3 separate regions of the Arachis hypogaea genome follow, and regions 1 and 2 are each linked to region 3. The links are chromatin contacts, called in public Hi-C maps. All regions are on one chromosome and are shown on one strand. The core of a region is the stretch at or near the end of the contact, and the rest is flanking DNA. Distances in the headings are between cores, read along the strand shown.

Region 1 (2,841 bases), core at 71-2,570, 160 kb after region 3:
GTAGAAGGGTACCAGGTAATGGTAACTGGTTAGGGAGTTAGGGTTCCAAAATCCAAACACAAAGTGACAAAACGCTGCGTTTTTTTGCAAAATTCAAAAATCAGCCGGGTCACGATTCGGTTTGGCAATCCATCACCGGTTTCGGCTTCTATCCAAACCATCTTTAGCAACGATTTTCAGTTTGACCGGCTAGTTCGAACTGGTTTTCAGAACCTTGATAAAGACCACACCATTATTGTTGCGAAAAAAAAAAAAAGAGTTTCGGCTTCTATCCAAACCATCTTTAGCAACGATTTTCGGTTTGACCGGCTAGTTCGAACTGGTTTTCAGAACCTTTATAAAGACCACACCATTATTGTTGCGAAAAAAAAAAAACAAACCATTATAAACAATGGTAATTTCCGGACCCTCAAAATTGAAATTAAAAATAAGGTGCACCCCCATTATAAATGGTTTTCAGGTGAGAGATTTTTGAAAAGTTTCGTTAATTTGGAATGGCTTTCAGAAAATATTTTTATTAGAAGAATCATAATATCATAACCACAAAGTAAACTAAATAACTAAATATCAATATCCAAACATTTTTCTTTCCAAATTCAAAATTAGCAAATAAACACAAAATCTACCGTCATCAGCATAACTAAATTAGTAATTAGCAAAGTTCCATTCAATAAATTCAAATCTCCAATTCAACAAATTGATAAATTCAGGTCTCATCATAAATTCATGACCAAACAATTAGTCAATTACATTACATACATAGCATTATAAGAGATCAGAGCTTACAAACACATACAATTAACTAATTGTTTTTAACTAAATCATTTTGTACACAATAAAAACTAAATTAATCAAATCACATTTTTTATGAACAACAGATTAACAACGAAAAGAGTAAGCAAGAAAAATTAAGTAACCTTCAGTGTCTTCCAACGAGCAGAGTACGAAAGAGGAGCAAGAATGTGACGCGGAGAAGCTAGCGACACTGCGTCCTTCTCCTTATAATTACAACGCAGAGAACTAGTAGAATATGAGGGAGAGGAAGCAAGACTGCCGGCGACGAGCATGCGAGGGACGACGAAGTTGGACCAGGCGACGCGACAGACGACGAAGCTGGACCAGGCAAAGAGGTTGGCTACGCGACGAACAGGACCTGGCGATAGGTGACAAAGCATGCGGGACCAGGCGAAGAAGCTGGTGACGCGAATTAAAAAAGTTGGCGAAGAACGGCGGGACGGTGGCGATGAGAAGAACGGCGGTGGCAATGGAGGCTTGGGTTTGTCACCTCTTTTCTTTCTTTGAGAGAGGGAAGCAGCTCCGTGAGAGTGAGAAGGTTAAGGCGCCGCACTGAGCTCCTCTGCCGTTTGGGGAAGGGGATCCTTCGCTGAATTAGGGTTCTATTTTTCTCTTTTTTTTCCTTGAAAAATCAAAATGATAACCGTTAAAATTATTTTTGAATCGGTTCGAATTTCTCAAACCCATCGAATATCTAATTTTAATAAAATCGGTCTGGTCAAATCGATTTTCGCCAATTCTTTTCTTTATTCAATTCTATGTTTTGACTGGACCTGTCCTATAACTGGTTCACTAGTTCGGTCTAACTAGCCAAGTCGATCCCATGTTTACACCTACAATATTATCCTTAAAATGAAGTTTATTGACATCTGCAAAATTCAAAGAGAAGGAAAATGTTTAATATAAAACACTTTTTAAAACAAGAATTTTTCAGCACCTGCTGAAATGAGGTGGTGAAGGAATCCAATGAGATGTGTTGGCATTGTTGTTGAAAGAGCAGACACATCCTAAAGAATAACAGTGGCGGCAAAAGTTTGTTAAAAGTATATAATGATTGTTAATGATTTAATGAAGGTAATTATTTTTGTTGGTTTTTGTTGTCATTGGACTAGGTTGAGAAGGTGAATTATTGGTCAAAAAACTAATTTTAGGCTATCATATGGGCATGCTATTTTGAGCATGAAGATCTATTGAGTTGAAAAAGTATTTTTATATTTTTATTTTTAAATTTATAAATTTAATATCAATAATTAAAAAATAAATTAAAGAAAAGTAAAATATGTTAAGTTATTTAATATATGTAGAAAGTATAAAATAAATAAATTTAAATTAAAAAATTAAAAAAATTATGTTGTTATTATGTATAACAAAATTAATATAAAGATTTACTAATATTATTTACAAATTAGGTTTTTATATATTAAAATTATTTATTTTCTCAATTCTATTTAATTTAAAGTAAATTCAAAAATTTATATTCAAAACACTCTTTTTTTTATACATAATTCTAATAGATAAAAAATTATTTCTTTAACCTTATATTGAACATATTTAATTATCTTTGATTTTATTTTTATTTCAATATTATTAATTTTTATTTTGATATATCATCTCATCATATTATACACTATTATTTTTTCTTATTATTTTTTTTACATGTATAACTATTATTGTCTCGCCATCGTTGTTGCCTTGTTTTATTCTCATTCTTTATTTTGTTCTTCTATTAACCCCAACCGCAATCAATTACCACCATATCTTTATCGCAGCTCTCATTTGTGTTTATCACTTTGATCCATACATATCCATTGCGTTAACTTTTGCGTTGTTTAAAATTTTGTTAAAAGAATTATTTTTTTTTGTTTGATTTAGATATCTAGATGAATAACTATTATATAGATACTTATTTTTCATACTTGTTTGTTAAGTCATATTTTATCATTTTAAAAAAATGTAAGATACCAAACATTCAAAAAAATTTCATAGAATAATTAGATAAAAATAAAAAAAATTATAAGTTATTTATTTTTTTTAATATATAGAATA
Region 2 (3,070 bases), core at 450-2,949, 230 kb after region 3:
CATTTCTATCTGAAATGGCTTAAATGGGAATATCAATATATTTTACTTATCAAGGAATCCACTTAGCTTCTACTTAAAATGTTAGCTTCAAAATGGAAATTCAGATAGGTACATCAACAAGATATTATCATTGTGAATAAAGAAATTTCAGATACAAATACTCAATTATCTATAGCCAAATCAGCAAAAGTAACTAGCAACCTTTCAGATCCACCACATGAATCTACGTGTAAGATTTTTAACAATGGCCAAGGTCTACACTAGTGTTCACAACCCAAACCAAAACCACACCAAACCACTTTTTAACATCAAGAACACCAGTGCATACCTTGGCCATTGTCATCTTTTATTTTTTGGTTTTCCACAGTATCTCCCAGTCCAGCAGACTGATGACTAATCCGTCACATATCGTAGCTCTATTTAAGGATCCACCGTTAGCCAATGAGTTGCTTAATACACAAGACGAGATTCAAACCACTAATACTTGTTTAAGCGTACGAGTGAGCTGACTACTCAACCAACCCAAGTTGGTTTTGGTCATTGTCATTTGAATAACAAAATCTATTACTGTACATAAATTGAATAACGAAAATCTACTGCAGCAATCTATACCTTGGCCATTGTCATTTGCTCTCAATACAATAAAAACGTATTTGATGAGCGGCACCAGTGTAAGTGAGTATATAATCAAAGAAAGGGCTCCAATAACATCCTCCTGATCTTTAGCACCATGAGGAAAAGTATTGTAGAAAACGTACAAAGGGGAAGTTCCCAAATCTCCATAAACCACACCAAGACTCTGATATGCAAGCCGAAGAATTAACAGAGCCGAAAATTTCTGTAGAAATGGAAACAGAATTAACAAGGAACTTAATAGAAAATACTAATAGCCAGTACAATATCTTGTAATTGGATCTGGAATCAAGATTTCCAGATTGAAATTTTACCCAGAACAATATGTAGAAATCTGAATTTTAGTCTACTTAGAATTTAGGTTTGTGCTTGAATTTCTTTGGAATATTTGAAATAAACTATTATATAAAAGGTATGCTCCTATACCCCAATGGTTCACATTCAAAATAATTATATTGAATAATTTAACCTCTTTCCTTTTAAGATTTTTCAACATGAACCCTTTTGCAAGCATGGCACAAGCATATATCTACTGTAGTACCTAATTGAAATAACATATCTTTGAATTTCTATATCTATAGTATTGAATGCTGATTGATAAACCAGAAATGCTATCATTCAATTCCATCAATTTATTAAGGAATTGGTCCAGAAAAAAAGGAAAGAAAAAAAAAGATTTATTTAATTAAGCAAGACAAGATAGGTTTTAGACATTTCATAGTTTTTCAAATAAAACGAAAATCCAACTGGGGAAGAGAAAGAGAAACGAAGAGGAATATGAAAAAGAGAGAAAAAGCTTACTTTTTCTTTGGATATATTTCTGATCCTCACAGCATCGTCATCAATAGGCTCATCGAGGTTCTGATCTAAAGCCCACATGCTACCCTTTTTCTTTAGGTTACTCCCATATGCTTCGTTTGTTGTCAGCATAAATGAATCTGAAGTGGATAGATAAACTCCTTTTTCTTTTCCAGACGAGTGAGGAGAAAATTTTAATCAATCGACAAAAGCTTAACACCATTTACAGATTGAAAAAGGTGCATCAGATTCAGTTTTAATCATAAACGAGTGCACTCTACATTCTAAACTAACCAACAAGCATTTCAAGTTAATAGGTAACTGCAAATGCTCCAGTAAAAAGAAAAAAAAATGATAGATAATTGCAAATCCTAAAAATAGTAAAATGATAAAAGTCAATATATAATTACAAAAAAAATGATGATTTATTATTCATATTTCAAAGAAAATAATACATACAAAACTTAACTATTAAATGCATAATGCGTTCATATCCTATAATATTCTCAACTGTGCACAAAAAGGAAATATCACAAATGATACATCTTAAGAGGAATGGAAGAGGCACTATACATAGAAAATCTGACCAACATTTAGGAGACTCTCATGAGGAATATTGAAAATCACACTATGCTCCCTGCATATCTTCCTAAGGAATGCATATATATAATCAACAGCTATTTTCTTGTAGAATCTTGAATCCCTCCTTGCTCTCACAACTGTGTTTCCTAGTATGTGGACCACCCCGGCATCCCGGCAGTTGTTCAAGAATTCGAGTTCATCAACCTCAGTGTGGCTGCTTACACGATCGGATGACTGTACAGTGATATTCACAGGTGATGGAGATCTAACTGGTACTATTGAATCTACTGTCGAAATTGACAAGTCAACATTTGAGGAAGCTGTGTTGTCATTATTGTTGTTGTTCAACACAGCATCTCTAGACTCCACTGTTTGCTGGCCGTACAAACTGTACTCATCAGAATCAGAGAATCCTTCCATCATCGACTCGAGCTTAACAAACACAAAAAGATTATGGAATAGTTTCTTCTCAAAATCATCATCTTTCTTGTGCAGATCTTTATAGCCATACCGTGCCACACACCGGAACATGTGGAAGTTCTTGGGGCCAATCCTCTTTACAAGGAATCGTTCTTCTTCTGGAACGGTGTAGACAGGAAGATACTTGACACACACGAAAACCACCACAGAATGGATGGCTGGTAAGTTGGTGATGAAGTGGGAAAAGATGTGTGGTACTCCACTTGCAAGCTCTGTGTATACTAATCCAACTCCAGGGACACGGACAAGTCCCAAACTCGGTCCGAGGCCAAGAACCCATGCCATTGAGACCTTACTATGCATTTCAAACTCGTAGCGCTTCAGGGTACCATAATGCCAAACATACATTATAATGAAAAATACTCCAGCAATTACAAGCGGTGCCCAACCACCTTGATCAACTTTGAATAGTACAGCTGAGAAGTATGTGCATTCCACAACCAACGATGTGAGTGTGAAAATGACGACAAGAATCCAATGGCAGTGCCAGACTAACAGCATGATTAAAATCATGAGCAGTGTTGTAACCAGCATGACCAACACAACAGCAGTACCTGTAGTGACATTGCATATATAT
Region 3 (2,776 bases), core at 30-2,529:
CGGTTAGACCGGTTCTCGTCGGTTTTGATCGGTTTGATTCGGTTCATACCGGTTTTCTTTCTTAAACGGTTTAAGGAGTAAACCAAATCGGTTTAGGATCTGATTCACCAATTTTCTGGTTGAATCGATAAATTCGGTTCGATTTTTCTAACTTTGGTTTGATAGATTTGACTAAATTATCGTTATTAACTATTAACTTTACATAAAAACAACTGCATGTGAAATTTTTTCTTGGAATAATATTAACTTTTATGTTAGAACATACAAGAGGTAGAAGTTTAGTGTTCATAAAAAAATTAATAATTATGAATTATAATAAATCTTTCTTAATTTTAGTAAAAACTACTATTATATTTATAATGATTATTTTTAAATTAAAATTTATTTTATGTTTATATGATTTTTCACAATAAATATTTTATCATAAAATATACAAAAATAAATTAAAAGATCAAATTCTTTTGAAGTAAAAAATTCGATAAAATAAAAAAAGTGAGAGTTTAATTACTCTTAAATAAAAATTTTGGCCTTTTGAGACTCACACATAATAAATTATAAATTTAATATCAATTAATTATTTATTTCATTATTTTATAAATTTCTTTATTTTAAAAAATATTTTTTTTAAATTTAAAAAATAATATCATATATAATACTATCTTTTTATTTTATTTTATTTTATTTTTTGATTTTATGTTGAAAGTACATCATACCAGTTATAAAATCTTTTTTTTAGAATTTAACTTAGTTTTAGTGTTTTACTCTTTAATGTAATATTTGTTCAAAGTTTAACACAAATTTAGGGTTAACATATAAAATAGTTTAGTGTGTATTTGGATTAAAATTTGTAAATAAAAATTTGTATTAAATTAATTTTACAAACTTGATTTGATTAGAAGTGAGTTGGTATTAATCGTAACTTATATTTGGTAATTTTATATCAAAATGAATTATAGTAAAATGAATGTTATTTTTTTTGTGTGACTAAACAGAAAAGAAAGAGAAAAAAGAGGCAAAACCAAATTAAAATTACCAATGTTCTGAAAATCGGTTCGAACTAGCCGGTCAAACCAGGAATCAATGACAAATACAGTTCGGACAAAAAGTAAAACCGCCAATTTTAAAAATCGAAATTAAACCGTCGAACCGGTCAAAAACTGATCGGTCGAACCGAACCGTGACCCGACCGATCGAACCGAACCGTGACCCGGCCGGTCGAACCGAACCGTGACCCGGCCGGTTTTTCAAATTTGGGCCAAATGCTGCGTTTTGCATGCTGAAAGGGCCAAAGGGGAACCCTAGTCACCCACAGAAGCACAGACGGCAGACGCACTCACCCACTCACGCACTCACCCCTCTCCTCTCGAGCCTCCACTCTCACCTCTCACGTCTCCAGTCTCACTCACCTCGAGCTTCCGGCGCAACTTCCGTCCAGCCATCGCCGCCGTCGCCACTTCCGTTGTGCTAACGTCAGCTAGCTCTGTTCGCGCAGCCACGAACCGTCGCGAAGTCAGCCTTCGAAAATCGCAGCCACCGCAGGGGAGGAGGGAGCCTCTGCTGCGTCGCTGCCGTGCCTCCATCGCTGCCAATCCATCACCGCCGCTGATAGGGTTTGTTGGAGCTGCGCAAAGCCATCGTCGTCGCTGTCACGTGAGGAAGGAAGCGAGAGAGACCGAAGCTGCGAGAGAGGAGAAGTCACCCCCGCCGAAAGCCGCTGCTGAAGACCCCATGATAAAAGCGGTTCTACTTGAATCTTTGAAAGTTGTTCTGATTTTCCCACTATTGTTGCGATCTGCTACTTTCTTTGCAATTGTCTCTAAGCGTACTTGATTTTCTGGATTTAGAATTATTTTTTATTGAATTTCTGGATTTGAATTTTGAATTCCTGCTTGATCTGCAATTTCTGTTGATTCTTCTTGTTGTTGTGGTTGAAATTCAAAATTGAAATCTGATTCTTCTTCTTTATCAATTCCATATTCTGGACTTGTTGATTTGTGAACTGATTTTGTGAAATTGAATTTGTGATCTGTTGTTGGATTTGTTGCTAAATTGCTTGTTGAATCTGAATTTGCATCGATTTAGGCCTTTCTTTCTTCTTGAATTTCTGTTGATGCTGCTGCGATTTCTTGTTCTGTTGATAGCTGAGATTTGGTTGCTTCTTGATCGATTTGTGGTGGTTGCTGTTGTTGCCTTAGTCTAGCTTTAATCTCTTCCCACTCAATTTTGCATTCTGCAACTTCATTCCAGCAATTTCGAATGTTTCCAAATTGGCAAATGGATTGAGCGCCTATTCTCCATCCATAACCATCTTTTCCATGGAATATTGGAAATTATCTTCAGATTGTTGAGTTATTTGTTTTTCCATGAAAAAATGGAAGAAACCTCTCAACCAGAGCACCAATGTTAGACCCCTCTTTGAGTTAGGGAGAGAAACTCCAAATTGAACCAAGTTCAATATCAATTCATTACTTCTTTATAATACATTGATAAAAGTCCCTCTTAGAGCAGGTGTTTTATTTGCCATTTTCATTTCAAGTGGATGAATGGTTTCATTGAATTCAATTTTTGTGCTGCAGAATAAGGTAAGGGATTGTGAATATGAATGAATGTGATAAAATTCTGAATATGAATAAATATGATTGATGACAAATTTGGATGTTGACATTTTATGTTTGGTTGGTTGTTTTTGTTATTTGATTTGAGTTTGTATTCGAATGAAATCACAACATTCTTGTTTATATAGTACTTTTAATTTGGATGCTATTTTAAAATTTAT

The links. A called contact is a pair of places that touch in the nucleus more often than the background predicts.
Region 1: a contact with region 3 is called in a Hi-C map of leaf, with 5 times the contacts expected there. The contact joins the enhancer-like site here to the promoter of LOC112741832 in region 3. A contact is called at or near these places in 4 of 8 Hi-C or Micro-C datasets (leaf and an unstated tissue).
Region 2: a Hi-C map of an unstated tissue shows a contact between it and region 3, with 3 times the contacts expected there. The contact joins the promoter of LOC112741829 here to the promoter of LOC112741832 in region 3. A contact is called at or near these places in 3 of 8 Hi-C or Micro-C datasets (leaf and an unstated tissue).

Annotation. Positions count from the first base shown.
Region 1 is chr14:22,908,315-22,911,155 of arahy.Tifrunner.gnm2.J5K5, reverse strand. No RefSeq gene overlaps it. Among protein-coding and RNA genes, the nearest start is that of LOC140178537, 12 kb to the right of the region's middle. Within about 2 kb of position 1,320, at least 2 of the 3 cell types and tissues checked have open chromatin away from gene starts, as enhancers often do.
Region 2 is chr14:22,843,101-22,846,170 of arahy.Tifrunner.gnm2.J5K5, reverse strand. It overlaps LOC112741829 (potassium transporter 11-like), which reads right to left and starts at 1,699. Exons shown (of 10, transcript XR_011870817.1): 1 at 1,435-1,699; 2 at 613-838. It overlaps LOC112741828 (potassium transporter 11), which reads right to left. Exons shown (of 9, transcript XM_025790953.3): 9 at 1,835-3,047. The coding sequence ends at 1,999.
Region 3 is chr14:23,068,695-23,071,470 of arahy.Tifrunner.gnm2.J5K5, reverse strand. It overlaps LOC112741832 (glycerol-3-phosphate acyltransferase 9), which reads left to right and starts at 1,279. Exons shown (of 13, transcript XM_025790961.3): 1 at 1,279-1,740.